Regions from separate parts of the Ovis aries genome. Here region 2 is linked to region 1. The links are chromatin contacts, called in public Hi-C maps. All regions are on one chromosome and are shown on one strand. The core of a region is the stretch at or near the end of the contact, and the rest is flanking DNA. Distances in the headings are between cores, read along the strand shown.

What was found. Hi-C and Micro-C count contacts between places; a contact is called where the count stands out from the background.
Region 2: a contact with region 1 is called in a Hi-C map of hypothalamus, with 4 times the contacts expected there. The contact joins the promoter of SMIM15 here to the promoter of ZSWIM6 in region 1. A contact is called at or near these places in 8 of 16 Hi-C or Micro-C datasets (blood, hypothalamus, liver and 4 more).

What each region holds. Positions count from the first base shown.
Region 1 is chr16:18,207,827-18,212,353 of ARS-UI_Ramb_v3.0, reverse strand. ZSWIM6 (zinc finger SWIM-type containing 6) reads left to right here and starts at 3,101. Exons shown (of 14, transcript XM_015101288.3): 1 at 3,101-3,791. The coding sequence starts at 3,116. LOC132657946 (a long non-coding RNA gene) reads right to left here and starts at 2,857. Exons shown (of 3, transcript XR_009596761.1): 1 at 1-2,857.
Region 2 is chr16:18,359,980-18,364,793 of ARS-UI_Ramb_v3.0, reverse strand. It overlaps SMIM15 (small integral membrane protein 15), which reads right to left and starts at 3,050. Exons shown (of 4, transcript XR_006056506.2): 1 at 3,021-3,050; 2 at 2,576-2,650; 3 at 1,618-1,751; 4 at 1-343.

The sequences.
Region 1 (4,527 bases), core at 1,852-4,351:
GAATTTGGACTTTCCCTAGTACATGGCAGGGAGTCATTTAAAGGGACTTGAGCAGGAGAGTGATACCATCAGAATTATACTTTAGGAAGCATAACAGCTGGGTGGAGGAGGATTTGCATGAGGAAAGGTTATACAGACACACTAGTGAGGAGGCTGTGTGGAGTGAAGAGGAGGAATAAGTGACTAAGCGAGAGGGGCTGGGAGAGATAACTCAGCAAGTAAACCTATATGAGTTGCCGGCAAAGAGGAAAAACTCTTGGCAGCCTATGGACAGGTGGCAACTGTAATAACAGTCTAGGGGAAGAGAGCCTGGTTTCCAGGGAAATGTGGTACCTTGGGTTTGAGGTGGCGATGGAAAAGGAAGTTGACCACCAGTAAGAAGTGAGCTGAAGCAGAGACCATGGTTGGGAGTTGCAAACAGTGGAAGCTCTCCAAGGTGTGGGCCACTAAACATAGAGAAGAGGCCCCTCCTAGGCTGTAGGGCAGGGTGCACATTAAAGTTTGGAGGAAGAGAAACCCCAAAACAAGGCAGAGAAAGACAAGTTGGAGACATTGTAGGATCAGGAGAGTGTCAGGGAACCAGAGGAAGGAGGACAGTTCAAGAGCAGGAGAGTTGGTCTCAGTTAAGAGACTACAAAGGGGGGAAGCTGAGCTGGTGGCTCTGGACTCACCTTTGAACAGAGTTAAATGAAATTCCTCCCATGTAGGACAATGCCTGAAATCCAGGCTCGTTGGTTCAATACAAAATCAAGATCTCTAAACGGTAGGCACTTCCAAAGCAGTCCACTTTCTCACTCGGTATGAGTTAATTTCTTCCATTAACACCTGGTAGGTGCCTGAATGAGTCACTTATCCTGTCTGGGGATATGAGCTTTGTCATCTTTGACTTTCCAGTTCTAAGATTCTTTATGTGTATGAAAATCCTTAGTAATCTATACAATATCACACAAGCCTAAGTTCTATCATGGTGGTGTTTGAAGACAGAATGGAAACCACATTTTACTTTTGACTTACTTTTTTCTATCATATATATATATTTAAATTAAATTTAAAATTTTTTTAAAAAAGAAATCCAGAAATAAGAAAAACTGAAGGAAAAACCTTTCCGCCTCCCTTTTGCCCGTAAGATAGTCTTCCAGTTTTCTACCCAGGCCTTTTCCTAAGCATTGAGGAGGTGCCCAGAAAAATACCAGATGGATATACAAAAACATACTGTCACCAAAATTTTCCTAACAAGTAAGGCAGCTGCGGAAAGTCGGCCAGCATCAGGTCCCCCAGGGACCTGCAGCCTGGGGCTTGGTGGGGCCCGAAGAGGGGAAGAGCCAAGACCTGGATGGATGGAGCTCGAGGTTTCCCGGGCCTCGGCCCTGAGTGGGCGATTTTCTTGAAAACTCGGGAGCGCTCTTCTCTTTTTAAATCCAACAAGGCAGGCATGTGGGTATCAGCCAATAACCTTAAAAGATGCGAACGTGTCAAAGGAGATACGGTTTATCTTCTAAAATAGCCACAGTATCAGTGACACGGTTTACAGGAAAAACAGAAGGCAGGGCAAAGAGTAGGGATGTCTCTAACGTGGTAATTAAGGCTGTGTTTTGGACCCACATTCGACCGAGCCCTGGAGAGTACGAAGAACAATGTCTGCAGCGTTCCTGGCTCACAGGGGACTCGCTTCTTTGCCTTCGCCGGCGCCCCGGCCCCAGCAAGCTGCGCTCTGCGCCCGCCCGCCCCCACGCAGCCTTACCCCAGGAGGATGGGGCGGTCGGGCGCCGCCACGGCGGCAGAGAGCCCGGCGTGCGTCCCGAGCGCCAGGGCTCCCTGCAGCCCGGGGTCGAGGCTGGCCGTGGACTCAAAGGTGCACCGAGTGCGCTCCCAGCGACCATCCGCCGCCGAGCGGCCGGGGCGCGCCGTCTGCAGCCGGCTGGACTGTGCGCGCGCGCCTGTAGGGTGTGTGCGCGCGCGCCCGTGTCGTGTGTACTCACAAAGGTGTGTTTGCTAAATCCACTACCCGGGTGTGCCTTCCACCTCGAGCCGGAGCACGCCCGGGCCTGGAGCGGGGTCCCGGTAGAGAGGCCGTGGAGCCGGCATCCCCGCCCGCGGGGCTGAGGCGCACGAGGGCGGGGCGGCTGCGGCCAGCTCGAGACGCGCGTCGCACAGCTGCGGGACAGGTTCCGAGCGCTCTGCGCGTTTTCGGACACTTTGGCAAGCTTGGAAGCCGAGACTGAGCGGAAGCTGAGACTCGCTCGGGGTAGAGCGTGCTGCAGACAAGAGGAGCAGCGGAGCTGGTGCTCTTCTCCGCCTTGGTCTGCAAAAGTGAAATGGAAAACAGCCGACTACCGCAGCCTCCTCCCTCTTCTCCGGCGCCGCAGCCCGGGCTGGGGGTGGGGGGAGTTCCTCTGGGCTGACTGGAGGGGAAGCAGGCGGCCTCAGCCGCACCTCCTCCGCCTTCCTTACCACCCCAGTCCCCCGGGTTCCACGCCGCATTTCTTTGTTTTGAAAGCGCCTCCTCCGCCCAGAGGCTTTTCCCCCGGCGGGCCGGCTCTGGCGGGGGTGGGGGTGGGGCCTCAACTCAGGGTCCCGCCCCCCACTTACCAGGACCCCTTTCCCGTGCTCACCTCCCATCTACTCTTCCCTCCCCGCAGCGACCCACGAGGCGCGTCCACACTTGCGGGACATCAAAGGGAAGCAGGGAATTGGAGGGGGAAGTTGAGCAGGCAGGGGGCGCGGAGACCCATGCACCCTAGGCCATGCCTGGCAGCCCGCCCCCTCCCCCGGGAACCCCGCCTGAGCCCCGCCCCCCGCGTCACAGCAGCCTGACATTCTCACAGCCCATCGGGCACCCAACCCCACCGCCCCCGCTACCCCCGTGTCCGCCGAGTGCTCTATTTATGTTTCAGCTCAGCGATTTGCATAGGCCCCGCCCTTGGCCCTAGGTCCCCCTATCGGTGCCCCGCCTCGGCCGCGACGTCACGGCGAAGGCCCCACCTCTTGTGCCCGTACAAGGAGCGGCGGGCCCTAGATGGCAGCGTGGCGTCGCGGCGGCGTGTGCGTGTCGCGCTTCCTTGTGCCGTTTATAGGGTCCCGGCACTTCCGCTGTCGGGTTAGAAGCGGCGCGGTCATGGCGGAGCGCGGACAGCAGCCTCCTCCCGCGAAACGGCTCTGCTGCCGGCCGGGCGGCGGCGGCGGCGGCGGCGGCGGCGGGGCCAGCAGCGGCGGCGGAGGAGCGGGTGGCGGTTATAGCTCTGCCTGTCGGCCGGGCCCGCGGGCGGGCGGCGCGGCGGCAGCGGCGTGCGGAGGCGGCGCAGCACTGGGGCTGCTGCCGCCGGGCAAGACCCAGAGCCCCGAGTCGCTGCTGGACATCGCGGCGCGCAAGGTGGCTGAGAAGTGGCCGTTCCAGCGCGTGGAGGAGCGCTTCGAGCGCATCCCGGAGCCGGTGCAGCGCCGCATCGTCTACTGGTCCTTCCCCCGCAGCGAGCGGGAGATCTGCATGTACTCGTCCTTCAACACCGGCGGCGGCGCCGCGGGCGGCCCCGGCGACGACAGCGGCGGCCCCGGCGGCGCGGGCGGCGGCGCGGGCGGCGCGGGCGGCGGCGGCTCCTCGTCCTCGCCGGCCGCCACCTCGGCCGCCGCCGCCGCTGCCGCCGCCGCCGCCGCCGCTGCCGCCGCCTCCGGGGCCGGGGCCCCGTCGGTGGGGGCCGCCGGGCCGGCGGACGGCGGCGATGAGACACGGCTGCCCTTCCGCCGGGGCATCGCGCTGCTGGAGAGCGGCTGCGTAGACAACGTCCTGCAAGTCGGTGAGTCACGGGGCAGTCGCGGGGTCGTCTCTCCGTCCGTCAGTCCCTGGGGGGGGGGACGCCAGCCCCCTCCCCTCTGAGCAGCCCCTCAGCGCAGCGCGCGCCCGCACCCCGCCCGATGCCCTCACTGGCCGGGACAGTCCTTCTGAACGAAGCGCCCATTTCCTCTCCGCCCCTCCCCGCCCCCTGTCTCCCCGGACGGGCCAGCGCGAGTGGGAAATGAATCAGCAGGACGCGCCCCTCCGCGGGGTCCGCCGGGTGGGTGTCGGGTGCCCCCGGCCCGCTCCGTTCCCCGCCCTTCTCCCGGGGAGCACGTCCTGGAGAGCTGCTGACCCGTGTTGGGGGGAGAATGTGGACAAAGGCGCGGGCGGCCGGCCGGGCTCCGGCGGAGGGTGTCTGTGGTGGGGCCGTGCGGGGCGGGGGAGGGGGCGCGGGCCGCACAGACAATGCCGGCCGGGGCCGAGCCGGCGGCCGGGCCGCGCTCTGCGCTCTGCCTCGTCTCTCCCCTAGCCTGTCACTCGCCGGTCTTTCTCCTCTGCACCCCCCTCCCCGCCCCCTCCATTTGAGGGGAGGGAAATACATTTTAATGCCACTCGGCGGCCGCTCCTCAGGGCTTCGACGGGCTGGCGGCCGCGGCGTTCCGGGGGGCCGGGAGAGTCGCTGCGGCGTCTGGGCTGGCCCGGGCGAGCTCCGCCGGCCGCCCCGGGATTTAAATGTCCTTCCTTCCGCTCCTCTC
Region 2 (4,814 bases), core at 1,801-4,300, 150 kb before region 1:
CATTTAGTATTGCTGTCATAAGATCCAAAAAGAAACCTTAATGGGTCCTTTCAAAGATGCAGTTTTCCGAACAATTTTCCTCTGGATGCATAGCCTGTTCATTCCTTCAATCCTTTTTCAGTCGTTTAGCTTTTGCAATATTTTCTTGACGTTTTTGTTTCTTCTTTTGTTCCTTTTCCCTGGCCTCAATCATCTTGGCCAATTTCCAAGACAGCACAGCACTTGCTAGAAACAATGGAGTCAGAGCCAAAATAACTGTTGTAAGGAAGCCATATGGGTCCTTTGCAGCCCATTCCACAACATACTCAGCCCAAGCCTTTAAATCAAACATGTTCGTGGAGGCCTTAGGGAAGGGGTGGGAAGGGTAAAGATGAGAGAAAAGATTATGTGGTTAATCAAATTTTGAAAAGGTTACGCCAAACAGTTAACTCAGAATTCTGTTATCACTCAACAGTTTTTTTATTTGGTTTTAAAAAGTACTAATTAGTACTATTTTAATAAGGACTAATATTTCCAATAAGAAAAAATAATTCACTTAAAATCACCAGAAGAGTAATACTTAGATGTGAAGATACAGAAGAGGAAAAAAAAAAGTATGTGAAATCTGTTATAAGGACTATGCATTCTCACATGCCTCCTACACTCAAGATAAACTTTAGCAGCAGAGTTTTATAAGAATCTTAAGTTTTATGTGCTTATTCCAGGGAACAGCTGAATCCCATATGTCATTTTCTGACACAGCCTTATTAAGTTCTAATTAACAAAAGTGGTGGTTCAGTCAGTAAAGAATCTGCCTGCAATGCAAAAGACATGGGTTTGATCCCTGGGTCAGGAAGATCCACTGGAGAAGTAAACAGCAACCCACTCCAGTATTCATGCCTGGAGAATCCAATGGACGGAGGAGCCTGGTGGGCTACAGTCCATGAGGTTGCAAAATGAAGAAGTGAAGTCAAGTCGCTCAGTCATGTCTGACTCTTTGTGACCCCATGGACTGTAGCCTACCAGGCTCCTCCCTCCATGGGATTCTCCAGGCAAGAGTACTGGAGTGGGTTGCCATTTCCTTCTCCAAGGGATCTTCCCGAACCAGGGATCGAACCCAGGTCTCCCACATTCCAGGCAGACGCTTTAACCTCTGAACCACCCAGGTCTCCCACTTTCCAGGCAGACACTTTAACCTCTGAACCACCAAGGCAAAAGTACAATCATCAAATCTGGTGTCTGAAAGTCAGGAGTATGTGAAATGCCTAGAGAAAGGGACATAACGGATGGCTGTTTCCGAAATGAAACAAGAAGGTAAGGGAACCATGATATTATCCATTCATATGCAAAGAGAGAAAAGCAAAAGATGACATGCAATTTTATGCCCTCCTTCAGCTTTGAAGACATAATATAGTAAATGAGAACAAACTTAACAGATGAGAAAATTAACCATTACACGTCCCATGCCTTTTGTTCCATTGTGAGTTAGTAAAGAAGGGCCATCTTGCAAATCAGGATGTTGTGGATTTGAGTGATATCATCTATTTTGCCCCCAGAGACTTTTCAACCTTTCATGTTTGTGTCAATCTCCATTCAAAGTAGAGAATTAGAATAGCTGGGATTTAAAAAGTCATGTACCTTATGCTTGAGTAGTGATCTCTAATTTTGTCCTGGGATTATCAGCCAATCACAATTTCAGATGACGGTTGGTTGGCTGTCGTCTTCTTTAACTCTACCAAAACACTTCTGAGAGAAGGCTTAAATTCTATATACTGGTTAGGTTGAAAAGAATAGACAAAAGAAAAACCGTAAAGTCACAACCTTAAGGAATAAATTATAATACAATTTTAAATGTTAAAACTGTAAATTCTCTATATGCAACCTATAAATAACATGTCAAGTTGCCTGGCATATTAAATACATTCAGTATCTATTTCTTTCTAATCTTAAGGCATAATTACACAACCAAAATGCCCTGGAAAAAGCTCCTAATTACTGGGGATCAAATATTTTACTCAGTTACTTATTTCAACAATAAATTTAGAAAGCTCACTCATAAAAAGCTAACTGACCTGTTGCAGCATATCCATTCCTAGTTCTTGAACTTTTTATATTTTTACAGGGTTAGGTTTGTTTCGAGTTAGTAAGAGAGGGCCTTACTAATTTCAAAATCAAACAACGCTTTACTCTTAAAAAGGTTTTCTAGTCTCTATGTAATTTGTGCCCTTTACAGAAAAATCGGAGATAAGCAAAACAAAGTATGTCACTCACAATTCCATTACCTAAACAAAACTACCATGATTGGTTTTTAATTATATCCTATCACAATTCCTTCATATTTTTACCTGAAGACAAAGTTCCTAGCCTTCCCCCAACCCCGATTCGTACGCCCCCACCCACACAGTGAAGACTAGACACTACAGATGCCCATCTGTTTTTCAGCTTCTCCAGCCCAGTAATGAATTAACTAATGCAAGAGTCAGAGACCTGCAAAAGAACTTTGCAATAAAGAGGAAGGGGGAAGTGAAGGACCTAGCTATGGCAGAGTTTTAGACATTAATACAGAGAAAGGAGTTACCATCCACCAGATACACACCTCTCGTGCACCTCAATTTCGGACCCCAGGTGCAAGCGCCCTCCACACTTGAAGGAATAAATATTATTCTTCTTCCTTCCGAAAAGGATCCACCGGGCATGATATTCGGATCAGACCCGCACGGCGCCTGAAGCTGAGGGCACGTCACAGCCACCCGCACTTCCCTTTCCTCGTGTTTTCCCCTCGCTCACCCTTCCTCGCCCTACCCGGTGGCCCGCCTCTGGCGCCACGCTTCCCCGACCCTCCGCCTCGGCGAGCGCGGGCCCGGCGGGGCTCGAACAGCCGGCGGTCCCCGGGAATCAGGGGTCGTCCCCGCCACCCCCTGGGCCGCTGGCGCCGCAGCCACCTCCGCTGAGCACCGGGGCAAGAGCGCGGCAGCGACCCCCAACCGCCTCCCCTTCACCTCGCCGGGGACGATGGGTCCGGACCCCAACTCACGACTCACCTCCAGGCCGGAAGCAGGAAGGCGGAAGCCGCGACTCTCCCAACCCGCCCACAGGCCGGCCCTCGCCCGGATCCGGCCTGAGGAAGTCGCGGGGCCAGTTTCCGGCTGCGCCATCGCTGCGTGGGTCCCGGGAAAGCGGGGAGGGTGGGGCGGCTCCTGGGTTTCCGGGGAGAGGCAGGTGAGGCCGCTCGAGGTGAGCGGCGGCGCCCGGCTGGTGTCTGGCCCGAAGCCCGAGGCCCGCGCCTCCTGCCTGAGGCGCGGGTGAGCTCCGGTCTCTGGGAGCCGGTCTGGAAGCGCTGAGGACCCCCTACCTTTGCCCCCGAGGTCATCCGAACAGCCGCTCCCCTGCGGGAGCCTGGCCAAGGGTGGAGGGCCCTGGTGGGTGAGGTCCGTGACCCCCGGAGACTCCGACCAAGGAACGGCGGCCAAGAAAGGAGTTGGTCCCCACAAACCGCCCAGAGTCAAGGTGAAGGTCACACCCAGCGACTCCTGAAGGATTCTAGCGAGTTCCTCTGGGTCACATCCACTCTTTGACCCTCTCCTCTTCTGGCTGGACGATAGTTAAAGCCTCACGTCGAGGAGACCAAGCGCAGCAGGACCGTGGTGGAGCCACTGAACGTTGTTTCTAAGGGGGAAATGCAGCCATGCTGCGTGAAGAAGTTTTTGCTGTTTTCAATTTAAGAACCTCTTCACAAAAGAATGATCGATATTTGCCCAAAGTAAACTTGAAAAATAACCAAACTGTGTGGGCATAGAGTTCCCATAGAGGTACTTGTTCTTTCAGTGCACAAATAAAGAGATTCAAAAGTCAACAAGCAGAAAGAGTGAGTTCTCATTGTCTTCTAATCTACAGGAACTGAGAGATTAACTCGGGTTTGCTTGGTGATCAAGTTTTGTGATCTCTTGCACTGAGCTGCTCTGTTTGACTACCTCTTCAAATGTTGCAAGACCTCTTCACTGGTGTGTGCCAAATAAAGCAGGTTTTTATTCTTGAAAGACTATAGAATGTTCTCTTTGAGGAGCAGGCTGTGACATGTATAACTAGTTTAGGGATAACAACAGTAACCATTATTTACCAGGGAACAGACTTTTGGCAAATAATCTAATGATCTAAAATACTGTTTGTTGGGCATATGTTAATGTTTGTATGTTGTATTAGTAGCAGTTGTTTTCTTACTCATTCTTGTTTGAAAACTTGGATGATGGTTTCAAAGCTTGTGCTGCTTGGACCTAGCCTGTACCTGTAGTAGCCAGAAAAAGCAGACTCAGCCATTGGATTGTGTGTACAGAAAACTTGACTTGCTGGCAGTAAGACTTTGTGGGGTTTTTTGTGTTTTTTTTTTTAACTTGCCCAAATAGTAATTCCAGGAGAGGGTCAGAATTTATTTTAACATCCTTCACTCCAGAGACCAGTATGTGTATGTGTTATTTTAATCATGGTTAGACAGTTTTCCTGATGACTGCCTCCCCAATAATTCGCTCTGCTGTGTCCCTTGTGAAATGCATGGGAGTGGATGGAAAGGCACCTAAGAAGGAAGCGTCTGTAGCTCCTTGGCGCTAGTGTAAATCAGGCTTTCACTGTCTAATATTACTGGTCTCCTTTTCCAGTTCCAGGAATGGCTACAAGCCCAGAAATAGCGTAGAAGTTGCCACAGCTAAGCTCCCTGCTGCTACCTGACTTGCCTTAATGAAAGGTGGTGTCATGATTGGTTCAGATGGTGCAGGCTACTTTCTAGAGTCAGGAGTTTTAGCTTGTGAGTTGTGATTCACAGGCCTTGTCTCTGGTGGTTTGAT